Regions from separate parts of the Capsicum annuum genome. Here region 2 is linked to region 1. Evidence: chromatin contacts called from public Hi-C data. All regions are on one chromosome and are shown on one strand. The core of a region is the stretch at or near the end of the contact, and the rest is flanking DNA. Distances in the headings are between cores, read along the strand shown. Region 1 holds the start of LOC107858644 (ADP-ribosylation factor-like protein 8a). Region 2 holds the start of LOC107858642 (60S ribosomal protein L26-1).

Evidence for each region. A called contact is a pair of places that touch in the nucleus more often than the background predicts.
Region 2: a contact with region 1 is called in a Hi-C map of bud, with 4 times the contacts expected there. The contact joins the promoter of LOC107858642 here to the promoter of LOC107858644 in region 1. A contact is called at or near these places in 2 of 5 Hi-C or Micro-C datasets (bud and leaf).

Annotation. Positions count from the first base shown.
Region 1 is chr2:79,547,949-79,554,533 of UCD10Xv1.1, reverse strand. It overlaps LOC107858644 (ADP-ribosylation factor-like protein 8a), which reads left to right and starts at 3,055. Exons shown (of 6, transcript XM_016703391.2): 1 at 3,055-3,470; 2 at 5,244-5,325; 3 at 5,436-5,468; 4 at 5,576-5,697; 5 at 6,200-6,361; 6 at 6,566-6,585. The coding sequence starts at 3,433.
Region 2 is chr2:79,681,925-79,688,509 of UCD10Xv1.1, reverse strand. LOC107858642 (60S ribosomal protein L26-1) reads right to left here and starts at 3,126. Exons shown (of 1, transcript XM_016703386.2): 1 at 2,411-3,126. The coding sequence starts at 3,035. The coding sequence ends at 2,595.

The sequences.
Region 1 (6,585 bases), core at 1,806-4,305:
ATCAATAATTAATTTTTACAATAAATTATCATCTTACTAATCAATTTACTTAAATATAAGATATTTGAAACAATTTTATCACCAAATGGATTATTAACATTTGTAACATTCAACACATTTCTAAATGTTTCCAAATTCTTCTTGAATCAACACATACATTTAATAAAAATAATAAATAATAAATAATAATAATTACATTTTACTATATCACCTCTAATTAATTATTATGGTCATTTAAGGATTGTGCCATATAAGTTGAAATAGAAAAAATATTATAAATCACAATGATAAAAAATTTAAATTATTTAAAAAATATAATTGGTTATCGTCGACACAAAACTCTGGATAAGGAGAGTAGCATATTATATTCAAAAATTACATAAAAAGTATTATAAATTACAATAGTTAATAACTTAAAATATCTAAAAACAATTTAATATGTTATATATTTCAAAATAACTACATGAAAAATGCTAGAAATCACAATAATTAACAACTTAAAAAATTTAAAAGATATAAAATATTTGGTCGACTCTTGAAATTATATTAGTGTCACTGAAATTGGAATAGAAGAAAAGTATTATAAATCACAATAATTAAAAACTTAAATTATTTTTAAAATATAATTGATTATCAATGCCACAAAAATTTGGACAAGAAAAGTAACGTATATTAATTTGAAAATTACATAAAAAGTATAATAAATTACAATAGTTAACAAATTAAATTATCTAAATACATATTAAAATAACATATGTTGAACTCATGCTAGAATCCGGATGAATCCTAGAAAACATATGCAATCCTTTTATTAAAATTTTTTATTTAAATATATCAAGATTGAAAAGATAAATAAATATCTTAATGTTGGGCCCATGCTGACACGGACTATGCTCCTTTAGTTCTTATACATAACATGCTTATGTATAATGTAAATATGGTGAATCATAATTGTAGTAATGTTTAAGGTAAACCTAATAAACCATATATTTATACATAACATGCCTAAGCATAAGGTGAAACATAACTGCAGAAAAAATCTGAAAAATAAGTCAAGCCATATAAATTGCATAACATAGACAACCCTTATACATAATCCTTACAAGTATAAGATGGAAGTTCTTTAAGCCATATACATATGGCTGACAAACCTTATACATAACCTTGCATGTATATAATAGCAGAATGGGTCAATCATATACAGTGATATGTATATGAAGTAGAAATTATAGCAGATCTTTCAAAAAAAGTGTGTCTTTACCCTTATACATAACATAGCTATGTATAACAATTTATAACAGTGCATAAAATCGAAAAAAAATACAAATTAAAAAGAAAATCACAAAACCTTTGAAAGCCGAGGCCGTCCTGATTTTGAGAATTAAGCATATGCAACAAAGAAATCATACATTTTTTAAGAGGAAGATGAAAAAAAATAAACAAACCGCCAGATATCTTAAAGTTGAAACCATAAAGTTAAAAAAAAAAAAAACCTCAAAAATAAATTGAAGAAAAAAATAAACAAAGCTCAGACAGAGATGTCATTACAATGCTAAGATTTTGAGAATTACGCACATGCAACAATGAAGATTGAAATTTTTTCATTTGGTAAAATTGAAAAAAATTAAGAAATTGAACAAACCTCAAAAGTAATTGAAGAAGATGATGAAGTTGAGCAATTTGATCGGTTAATGTTTAAATTTTAAAATCTTGAAACTGCTTGATTTTAGGCATATATTAAGGAACATTAAACGATCTAAAAAGGATATTTTGATATATATTAAGGAACATTAAACGATCTAAAAAGGATATTTTGATATGTATGAGGATTTTAAAGAGAGAAAATATAAAAGATGAAATATTTGTAATGAGTTTTGTTAAATGAGATATTATGTAATAACTATAATTTAAGATGTATATTTATGTAAATTTTTCTAATTTTATTTGAGGCGGAATACATCGGCATACCTCTTAACTTGACACCATCTTTCACTTTGGCACCTCAAGTGGACGTTGTTCATTTTATGCACCTAAACCAGCTATAAACTGTGTCATTTTGGCACCTTTCGACACCAACTCTAGTGCGTGAATTGCATGCGCTTTCAATGTGGATTAAATGACCAATTAATTTATGCCAACTCATTTTAAATCGCTACATCATTATATACACCCATACTTTTTTTTTAAAACCAAAAAGGACCAAAACACATGGCGAAGTGTCCAATGAATTAATGACACATATTTTTTAATCATATAATTACAAAAAATCCCCACCCCCCTAACATCTTCCCCACCTAACCTTCTCTGAGCTTAACCTCCATTATTGAATTCCAGAATGATAAACATACCTCCTCATTCTCTAAGGATGATAGATCTGCATTAAAAGCTTTACGAATTTCAGACATGGAGAAGGAAAAGGCCTGTGTTCAGCTAGAAAATTATTTTTAATGGAAGAAAATATAAATTCAATTAGGAGTTGCTTGAAAAAAAAACATAGATACTTTACAGGATGGATGCTTGGAAGTGAATCTTTGCAGATCAAATTATATTTAATAATATTCTTTAAGAGTTAATTATCATATTGATACAATATTTTACTCTTTGTTTTTGAATTAGGAACTTAATTTTATTAGTTTTTTTTTAAAGGTTTTGAACTTGAAAAAATAGTAGAAGAAAATGAGATAAAAAAAAGGGAAGAAGATGATAAAATTAAATAAAAAATAAGCTAAAATAAGGCTATCATGCGCCAAAACATGAGTGTAGAACACTCACTTTACCATGTCAGCGAAAGATGCCCAAACAATACAATTTATAAATAATTTAGGTGCTTAAAATAAATAACATTCACTTAAGATATCAATATAAAAAATGGTATCAAGTTGAGGGCCTAGCCATCTATTCCGCTTTTATTTGATGATCTCAAATCATGATTTGATGACCAAATGGGCCCTAAGTATTGTATTAGCCAATGATGATCGGACAGCAGGAGCACACATATGGCTTCACTATTAACATTTTTGTCCACTACGCACCGCCCACTAAATCAATCATCCGCAAAATCCCACCCTCCGCCGAACAATTTTAAATTTCATTGGTCCAGTCTATCACTCACACTTCTTCACACACCAATTGTTTTTCTTTAATAGTAACAACTTTATGGTATCATATTGGTCCACGTACTCATCATACACCAAAGGTGTAGCTGCCAATTACAATGGGCATTTCGTCATTCCATTAGCTTTCTAGGGACAAATATCACTCAAAATTTTGTAATGTTGTTACGGCAATCATTTCATTTCCCATGGCCAATAGCATGTTCATTTAACTCCAACAGTAGCCAGGAAAAAGCAAAGGAACAGGAGCCAATTCGACAAATACACAGCGAAAGAGCTCTGAGAAAAATCTGTTGTGTATACTGAGATTTGCTTGTATATGGGTCTCTGGGAAGCTTTTCTCAATTGGCTCAGAAGGTAATCTTTTACTTTAATGTAAAGTGGATTGGATATTTGAAGCTTCATATAGTTTATCTTAACTAGCTTCAGATTGTATCTCTAGTTGATCATCTTGCGATCTCTTACCGGAGTCCGGTAGAGCAGCCAAGGGGTTTGTCTGCTCGGCAAACTATTATGTTGTTTATATATGGTTAAGATTGTTTTGTATGTGTATATAGTAGATGTTGAATCTTCTTTGGCTTCTTGCTGTGTTTACTTGTTAATATTTTGAACCACGGGCTCTTACTAGGCTATGAGTTTTGACTCTTGAAGCAAATTCATGGAGCTGAATTTTGTTGTCAATGTGTTTGTTTGGATTCAAGTTGGAATAAGTTGGTTTTGTTGTCTTCTTCTTCGTTTTGTTATGATTAGGTATTCTGATAATTTGATAAATAATTAATCAGTTTAATAATCTTGAATGTATCAGTTCCGGTACATAAACCAAATAATACAATACGAACAAAAGTTCCTAGATTCATGGAGGTATGTAACAACATGTAAGTTTGCAGATTATGATTGCCAGTGCTTATGTCTCCATATGTTTTGTTTGAGATACTTGGAATTTTAATGAGATGAGCTGTGGATTACTGGATTTTGATTGTTTTTGGTTGTTTCAGATAAGCAATAAGTAATCGTTTTTGTTTCACGATTGAGATGTTTAGGACCTTTAGGTTAATGAGTTTCTTTTTTATTTGTTCCGTTATAAGCTATAATTGTTACTGAATCATATTAAAGTCGATGAATCTTTGATTTGATGAGATTTCAATGTGAGTTTTATTCTGAAATTTTGTTAATAATGAACCATTTTGGGATGTGTCTGTTGTATTATCTATTTCCTATCATTGATATTGCTGACATGGAAAAGATGGACAAAGAGCTATATATAGTGGAAAGAATTTGGAATATGAGGTGATCTTTACCCCGTCGAAAAGAAAAAATTGGAGGAGATCAAGTAAAGGTCATTTTTCTGCTTCTCAAGTGGGGGTGCATGAACAAGAGAGATCTGATTTCTGATCAAGACATGAACCGTGTGTAGAAGGATGGATTTTTCAACTCTTACCAAAGAGCTTGTCTTCCCTTGGCGCCTTCCACCTCTAAAAGAGTTACATAATTGTATAACATTACATAATTTAAAACCTTGAGTAATACAAGAAGGTGCGTTGGTTTCCCCTCAAAGGAAGAAATAGAAGGATCTTAAGAAAGACTCTTTAGAAACATAATTTGTAGTTCTTTAGTACAAGACTGTCTTTCACATGACAGTTTGATTGGACAACTTTTTCTGGTTATTGAAGGTCTAGATACTGATAGATCGTAACAATTCGTCAAGAGAATTGTGAGTGGCCCTTTATTCCTTTAGTACATATCAGTAGTTGAGAGTTCTTTTTGAGCTTCCATCTTATGCCTGAAACTCTAAAGGTTCTGATGAAGCAAGAGGGTTGGGTTGGAAAATAAGCCCCACTAATGGGTTAGTTATTGCTTTTATTTTGTTTACCCTCCATTCTTGTTGCATTGTAATATACAGTGTGCGCTGTGCACAGATCATTTACTTGCTGTTGGTGTTTGTATACCTTTTTATGTAGTTGTTACTTCGATTTTGAGTTCACTTTAGAGACAGACTAAAAAAACTTAGTATCGTCTTTGATTAGAGCTGGATTAGTATTTTAAACTTGTTGGAGTTTCATTTGCATTCACACTTGTACAGCTCCTGTATGATTCCTCATATCAGCTCATCAAAACTTGTTCATTCTGCAGCCTCTTCTTTAAACAGGAAATGGAGCTTTCTTTGATAGGGCTGCAAAATGCAGGGAAAACTTCGCTTGTAAATGTTATTGCCGTGAGTAGATAACTAACATCCTTTCTAGTGCCAGCATTTACATTTACCGTTACCTTTTATGTCCATATGACATGGTCTTACTAAATTTGCTCCACTTGTGTCATTCTTAGACTGGTGGATATAGTGAAGATATGATACCAACGGTAAGTTCTCATCTTAAAGAAGCTATTCTATCTTTTTGTATCATGTGATACCACTTTCAATGCTAGTAGGTTCTTTGATAACAATATGAGAATTACTGGATATTCAGGTGGGATTTAACATGAAGAAAGTGACTAAAGGTAATGTCACTATAAAATTGTGGGACCTTGGAGGTCAGCCAAGATTCCGAAGTATGTGGGAAAGATACTGTCGCGCAGTTTCAGTTATAGTGTATGTGTCTGTTCTCTTCCTTATACTTACGTTGAAGGTGCTTTACTTACCTCACTGAACTTCTACTGATAAAACTAAATAACAACAACATACCCAGTGTAATCCATGAGTGGGGTTTGGATATGGTAGTGTATATGCAACCTTGCTCCTACCTTGTGAAGATAGAGGGACTATTTTCAATAAACTCTTGGCTCAAGTAAAACATTATAAAAAATAAGTATAAAAAGAAAATACAATGATAAAGAAGTCAAGTTAAAAATAAAAGAGAAAGGAGCAATAACAACAACAGATAACATGTTAACCTAATCAAGAAAGCAACGCGTAATAATAAAATTGAAGAATAAGATAGTGGGAGAATAATAATACAATACCGGAACGGAGATAGAAGTAATTCTAAAGGAACAATGCTAATCACGAACTTCAGGAGGGATTTGACAAAATTTTCAAGCTCTTTTGAAGATATAATTTTTTGCTAGTAGGCTTGAGTGTCCCTTCTCTGCAGTTATGTTGTTGATGCTGCTGATCATGATAATCTTAGCATTTCTAAAAGTGAACTCCATGACCTGCTCAGCAAGCCGTCATTGAGTGGTATTCCATTGCTGGTATTGGGGAACAAGATTGACAAGCCTGGAGCTCTGTCCAAGCAGGCTTTCACTGATGAGATGTAAGCAGGCAATGTTTGATGAGTATGCTTTGTCTAATTTGCATTTGATTGATTCGAGTAACATTTGAGGAATTCACTTCTCAAGTACCATATCTTCCCCACTTAGAATATGGTAAAATTGGAAATGAAGTAATCAAGTAAACAAAAGGCAAACATATCTTTATCTATGTTGACTCTTTTAAGAACAATTGATTTGTTGTGCAGGGGATTGAAATCTATAACTG
Region 2 (6,585 bases), core at 1,877-4,376, 130 kb before region 1:
TTGTTGGAAAGACACGGAAAGGAAAGAAAAAATGAGCAATTTACAGTTTCATGTACGCTTCAACAAAACAAACATTTCATTCAACGGTTTAGACACAAGAATATGCCCCAAATATATGGCAAAGAACAACGACAGATAGCTGACGAGAGGCATGGCAAGCTCTTGTCCATCCTGTACTTTTTAAGATTAGTTCTGTAAGCTTTCAATTTGTTACTCCCTTCGTTCCTTTTTACATGTCACAATTTCCTTTTTGAAAGTCAACAATATGAACTTGGACCAACATTTTTAAGATGTATTTTTTCATCATGCTGATATGAGAAATTACAGCTCAAATACCTTACACATAATTTTTGAATATCCAAAATTTATTTTTTAAAAATAGAACCAATCTAATCTAATTTTGCATTGAAAATTAATCAACTCTCGAAAAGTGAAATGTGACTACTCTGGAACGGAGGGTACATAGTAACCGAGACATTTCATAACCAGGGGGACTAAACAAGCACTAAGCAAACAAAAGATCAAGATTGAAAATTACATTGTGGTATAGCACTCAAAAAGCAGCATCTAAAGAATCAAATCTCACTATATTCCCCAATCTACGTACCTGATCACTGCTCTCAGAGGAACAATATATAATACATCGACATCGCCAACACCGTTAGCCTCTCAAAAAACGCATACAAGTCCAACTAATGCAAAAATCTATTAGCAGTAAACACACTACCTCTAAGCTAAGAGACTGCAACAAAATGCATAAATCTGTATAGTATTAAGATAACGAATACAGCTACAGGATAATAAACAGGAAACTTTAGAAGTATGCCATACTGACAAAGAAACTATTTCCAAGTAGCTAAGGAATGATTAACTTAACGTAAACCCAAGCTAACTATATAGGACTAACTCAATCATAATTTTCCAAGAGAAACTAAACTAACTTGATCCCAAAAACTAGAGTAGCTTATTAAAGCTACTTATCTCCAAAAAATAAAAAAATAGAGTAGCTTCATCGACAACCTAGCTCGCTCACTCCTATATGTAGGTCCATTAGAACTAAGGATTAATCAACACTTGAAGAAAGACAAAAAGAGGGCGACTAACTGATACATACAAACAGGAGAGAAAAAGAGAAATTGTTGCTACTGCCTGCTGATATGTGATGTAAAGTATGAAGGAAGAGGATACAATACTAGTCCCTCTAACTTGCACTTCTTTCCTGTGCTCCTTCCCTCCTACCACTCCCAAAAAACATTCACCAACAACAATATGCCTATTCTTCAAACAAAACATGGCCGGTGGCTCAAAAAGGAAAAAAAAAAGACACTAGGTTAAGTGACAGAAAATGAGAAGCCTCATAGAAATAAACAGCTTAATTTCAACCAGGAAATCTGTGCAATGGAAAGTGTATAAATAAAAATGTCGACGATGCCTGCAACCAATTTTCCTAACACAATTTCACTAAAGCTTGACTCCTAGACTGTTCTCACTCCTCTGATACGTACGTTGATTAGAACAAAGGCTTACTCAACAACAAAAGAACCAAAAAAAAGGGATGACTGGTGATGTTTCGTAGAATCAGAAAAATAAAACATGGGAAATTCTTGCTGTTAATCCAGGATGTACTAGTCCCTCTAATTTACACGCCTTTCTTGTGCTCCTTCCCTCTTACCACTGCCAACAACCATTCATCAGTAATATGCCTATTATTCAAACAGAACACAGTTGAGGGCTCAAGAGAAAATAAACACTAGGTGAGTGAACAGGAAAATCAGAAGCCTCACCAAAATAAACAGTGTAATTTCAACCAGAAATTCTACGCAATGGAAAGTGTATAATAAAGATGATGATGCTTGCAACCAATTTTCCCAACTTAATTTCACTAAAGCTTGACCCATAGATGGTTCTGAAAATTAATGATACGAGTTCATGTCGAGGTTAGCCATGTATTATAACACAGGGTCAATGATCCAGAAAGCCACTTCAAAAGGATACAAAATCCTCCATACTTATGATATGTGAATCCTCTATAATCTCATGTCGAGGGCAGTCGTGTAAATATAATTACCTATACGGTCAATAATTCAGAAAGCCACTTAAAAAGGATATCAAATCCTCCATACTCAAACTATGTGAATTCTCTATAACCTCACGTCGAGGGTAGTCATGGACTATAACCTATAGGGTCAATGACTCAGAATGCCACTCCAAAAGGATATGGAATCCCCCATACATACACTGTGTGAATAACGTATCTAACACAAACCATAGGCTTCTTCAGTTAAACACATAACTAAGCACCAAAGTGAAGCATATAGCTTAACAGCCTCATTCATGAATGCCAAACAACATCATGTACAGCACACAAGCAAAGCCATAGTTACCAGCAGCATCAGTCGAAAAACGCATCTAACATAACAATTTAACTTCAAAATTTAGCATTCCAAAGTATCATCATTAATGCTTTAACCCAAAAACAAAAACTTGAACAAAATTCAATGTCTCCACAAAATACTAATTAAACCAAAACGTACTGATATGAAAATTCTCATTACGCGACTAAATAGTAAATACCAAACAAAAGGACGGAAAAATCAATCGACTGTCTGCATGATATCCTCAGCAGTAAATTTAGTACCCTTATCCTTATCAGCAGCAGCACGTCCCTTCGCCTTACGATCCAACAACGATTTCCTGTCTTTATCCAACCTCAGCTTCGTAACAACAACCTTCGAAGGATGAATACCTACATTCACAGTAGAACCATTCACCTTCTCTCTAGTGATACGCTCAATGTGTATCACCCATTTCTTACGGTAAACTTGAACGACTTTCCCTTCACGGCCTTTGTAGGTCCCACGAACAACCTGAACTTCATCGTCTTTCCTTACCGGCATAGATCTTACGTTGTACTTTGTACGTAACTCAGAGGATAAAGGTGCGCTCATCAATATGCGGCGCTCGCTTGAAGGCGCTGTAAAATGTGCCTTCCTGTTCTTACGGCGGGAGGAGGATACTCTTGGATTGTACTTCATTTTTGCTTGATTGATTTGTCTCTCCTCTGCTTTCTCTGCAAATGGCAGCTGCGCTGAAGAAGATAATTGTTAGGGTTTTGGGTTATTTATAATCGGAGATAGTGGGCTTGAGAAGCTAGGGTTTTAAAGTTGGATTTTTCGGATTTCGGAGGTTGATATGTTGGGCCTATGCTATGATATGTGGGGCTTTACGTTTGGGCTCTCGTGTTGTGTGCAACTTTAGCAAAATTGCGCAAACCACAAAAATGTAGAAGCTTCGGAGCATAATTACAGGGGCGCAACATAGGTTTCAAAAAGTTAATGTATATGTCATATATTTCAGATACTTCCTCTGGTTAAAATAGTTACCCCTCATGCTAAAAATATTTACTTCAATTCAGTTATTCCATTTATAAAATCAAGAGAATTTTATTATATTCTTTCAAAATTACCCCAATTATTAAATGACTTCATAAAGTGTATACTCACATTTATACTTTTAAAGCATAATTAATAAGACTAATTTGATAAAATAAATACCTAATTAATATTTTTTAAAAGGAGTGTCGAGTCAATAAGGGTCAATTATTTTTAAACAAATAGAGTACATCGACTGGGATCGTGTATCTGTGTGTCTTCTGATACATGTTTTATACCTGAAAAAAGTCTTCAAAAAGTGTATTTATGTGTGGGGCATACTTTTGGGCTCTAGTATTGTGCAAATTTATGAGGAAATTTAAGAGAAAACATAAATCAGCTAATTACTCCCTCTTCCACTATTTTTTAATATTACATAAATCCTATTAAATATTAAGGTGAATACATTTTAAATACGGATACATTGTCGATACGAATTGTGGTTCAATCTCAGATACATCGCATGTATCCTTGTGTATTTAAGGGTTATGACATATATTTGTGTGATTACATGTCACGATCCTAAAGTTGGAGGTCATGAAGGCACCTACCTCGACTGGAGCCGAAGAACTCACAAGAAAAGAAATATGATAAATAAAATAAATAAGTAAATACAAAACTTCTAAAACAAAGTCAAGATATAGTACATAATATAAGTATGAATGAAATACAATCATATCCCAAAATGTTGGTGTCATAAGTGAAAAGAGTGTCTAATACATAACCAAATTTGAAACACATAAGCATGTCTCTAAAGTAAATAAAGACAAGATAAAACACGAAAAGGTACGAAAGCACGCCCCAAAATTTAGAGCTCACACGTACCTCGAATATCAACTTAGATAGCACAAACTCATCTGCCGCGAGTCGTATTATGAGTACGGTCTACTTGTACTCAATTAAATATCATAGGCCGACTGAACAAAGTAGAAAATAAATACTAGTAAAATATACTATGAGCACGTCACCCGTAAATAGAAAAGTTTTCAAACGGCAGCTCACCTCATCTCCACTATCAATTCTAAAATATAAAGACAATAAAGAAACTACACCCAGAATAAAACTATGAAAACTAACTACACAACAACACATAAGAAAAATACAATGATGTAATATAACGCAATGTAATAATAATATGATAACGATGAATGTAAGTCATTGCAAGACTTTTTGTATATACCTTCCGAGCCTCAATACTTCAAGATAGGACCCATGCGGGGTTCACAATTCATAGTTTCTCATATCTCAATTCATCTATTTGGCTGATGTTCACGGATCATAGATTACGAATTTTATAAAGTCTCTCATTCACCTCTCCGGCTAATGTTCATGATCAAGAATTTTATAAAGCATTTCTCAGTGATATCAATTTCCATGAATATGAATGAATAATATGAAGATGCGTGATCATAACCAAGTCAATATAGTGATAATGAATCAACTCAATAATGGTATAAATGAGCTCAAGTCTCCCCAATATGATAACAGGCATAATGTGAGCCCTCCTCGGCACCACTGAAGTGAATAGCCACGTAGACATCATTTAAAATCATCTAAAAAAATCCCTTTCTAGGGTATTATTATCATAATAAAGGTAAATAATATTCAAAAAGTCCTATAATAGCTATTTAAGTACCTGCCCAGGCAACATAACAATTGTAATGACAATTAATGCACAAATAAGGCCTACAATGTCAACTAAAAGCCCGCACTTAGGCATCATCACAATGATATTCTCTCGAGTCAACAACAATATGCAAATAGGCCCCCACACTGACACACGATAATAATAATAACAATTTCAAAGTACTATCCTCTCGAGTAAATTTTCTAACTCATAGCATGCTTTATAAAAAAACTAACTATCCATCCTAGTCTGAAAAAAGTCAATCTATAACCTGTCTCGACAATTCAAAAATCCAAGCCTAAGCCTTCAATACGGAGCCTTTTCTTCACGAACGGCCTCGACAAGAGCTAAAACTATCAAAAATATAATAAACACATTAAAAGGAAGCAAATGATACCCATATTAGCTATATTTGAAATAGGTCCAAAATTAGTTCAAAAAAATGGGTTTGAAATAAAAAAGGTAAAACTAAAATTTTATTTTAGAAATATATTTTCTAAGTCAAAAGGAGTCTATAGTTGAAAATCCATGTGAAAACAAGTAGAAATTGGTGTTCACATTGAGCAAATCATTTTAAAGTTTACCCCAAAAATCTCAAAAGTTTTAGTTTGAAAATAAGATTTAAAAGTATTTTTAAAGATGTATCCATAAGAAGTTAATGGAATCAAGAGTTTGGAGCTTACCCAAGTACAAATGATTAAACAACCCTGGAAATCGCCCTTTTCGATCATAAGGTTCAAAAATGGTAAAAATTACGAAAATAGATATTTATATTATTTTGGAAATAATGTCTCGCAGTTGTGATGTGTCATAATTTCAAGTCACTTTCAATTCTTAACACCAGAAAATATGCAAGTACTTAGGTTTTTTTTGTTAGAGATAATGTGTTTTTGGGTTTGTTTTGCAGAAAATCAGGTGTTGCAGCTGAAAAAGAAGAAAATAGTTGAAGTGTGCAGAAGGGACCACTTACAGGCCCACTAACAGATCGTAAGTGGCACTTACGACCACCATAAGTAGCCAGGTAACTGTTAACAAAAAATGTACTAAAACATCTGAAGTCTAAAGAATTTGGTCTAAGAGTTACGACACTAATTTATGAGGCATAAGTACCACTTACGCCCCTCATAAGTGCCATCGTAGGTAGGAATTCTGGAGCTGTCAATTCATTTGATTCTTACAACGCACCTAGAGGTCCATAAGTACAACTTACGGCCCGTAAGTGGGTCTGTAAGTGGTCACCAACCCAGTTTTCCTTATTCATTTTGGTTAGGATTTTTAGAGTTCAGATGTATTCTATAAATACCCTTTTGATGTTTTTGTATTAGTTTATGCACTCTTTACATTCACAACACTATATTGATCCTAAGATTCGACTTTTGATCTTGAAATTCATTGTTCTTGGTGTTACAGTTGATTATTAATTTAGGATTCTAGGTTTTCTTCTTCATTATTGTAAGATTATTCATATGTTTCCTTCTTGAATTCAATGGATGTTCTTGCAAATATGAAAGACTAAACCACCTAATT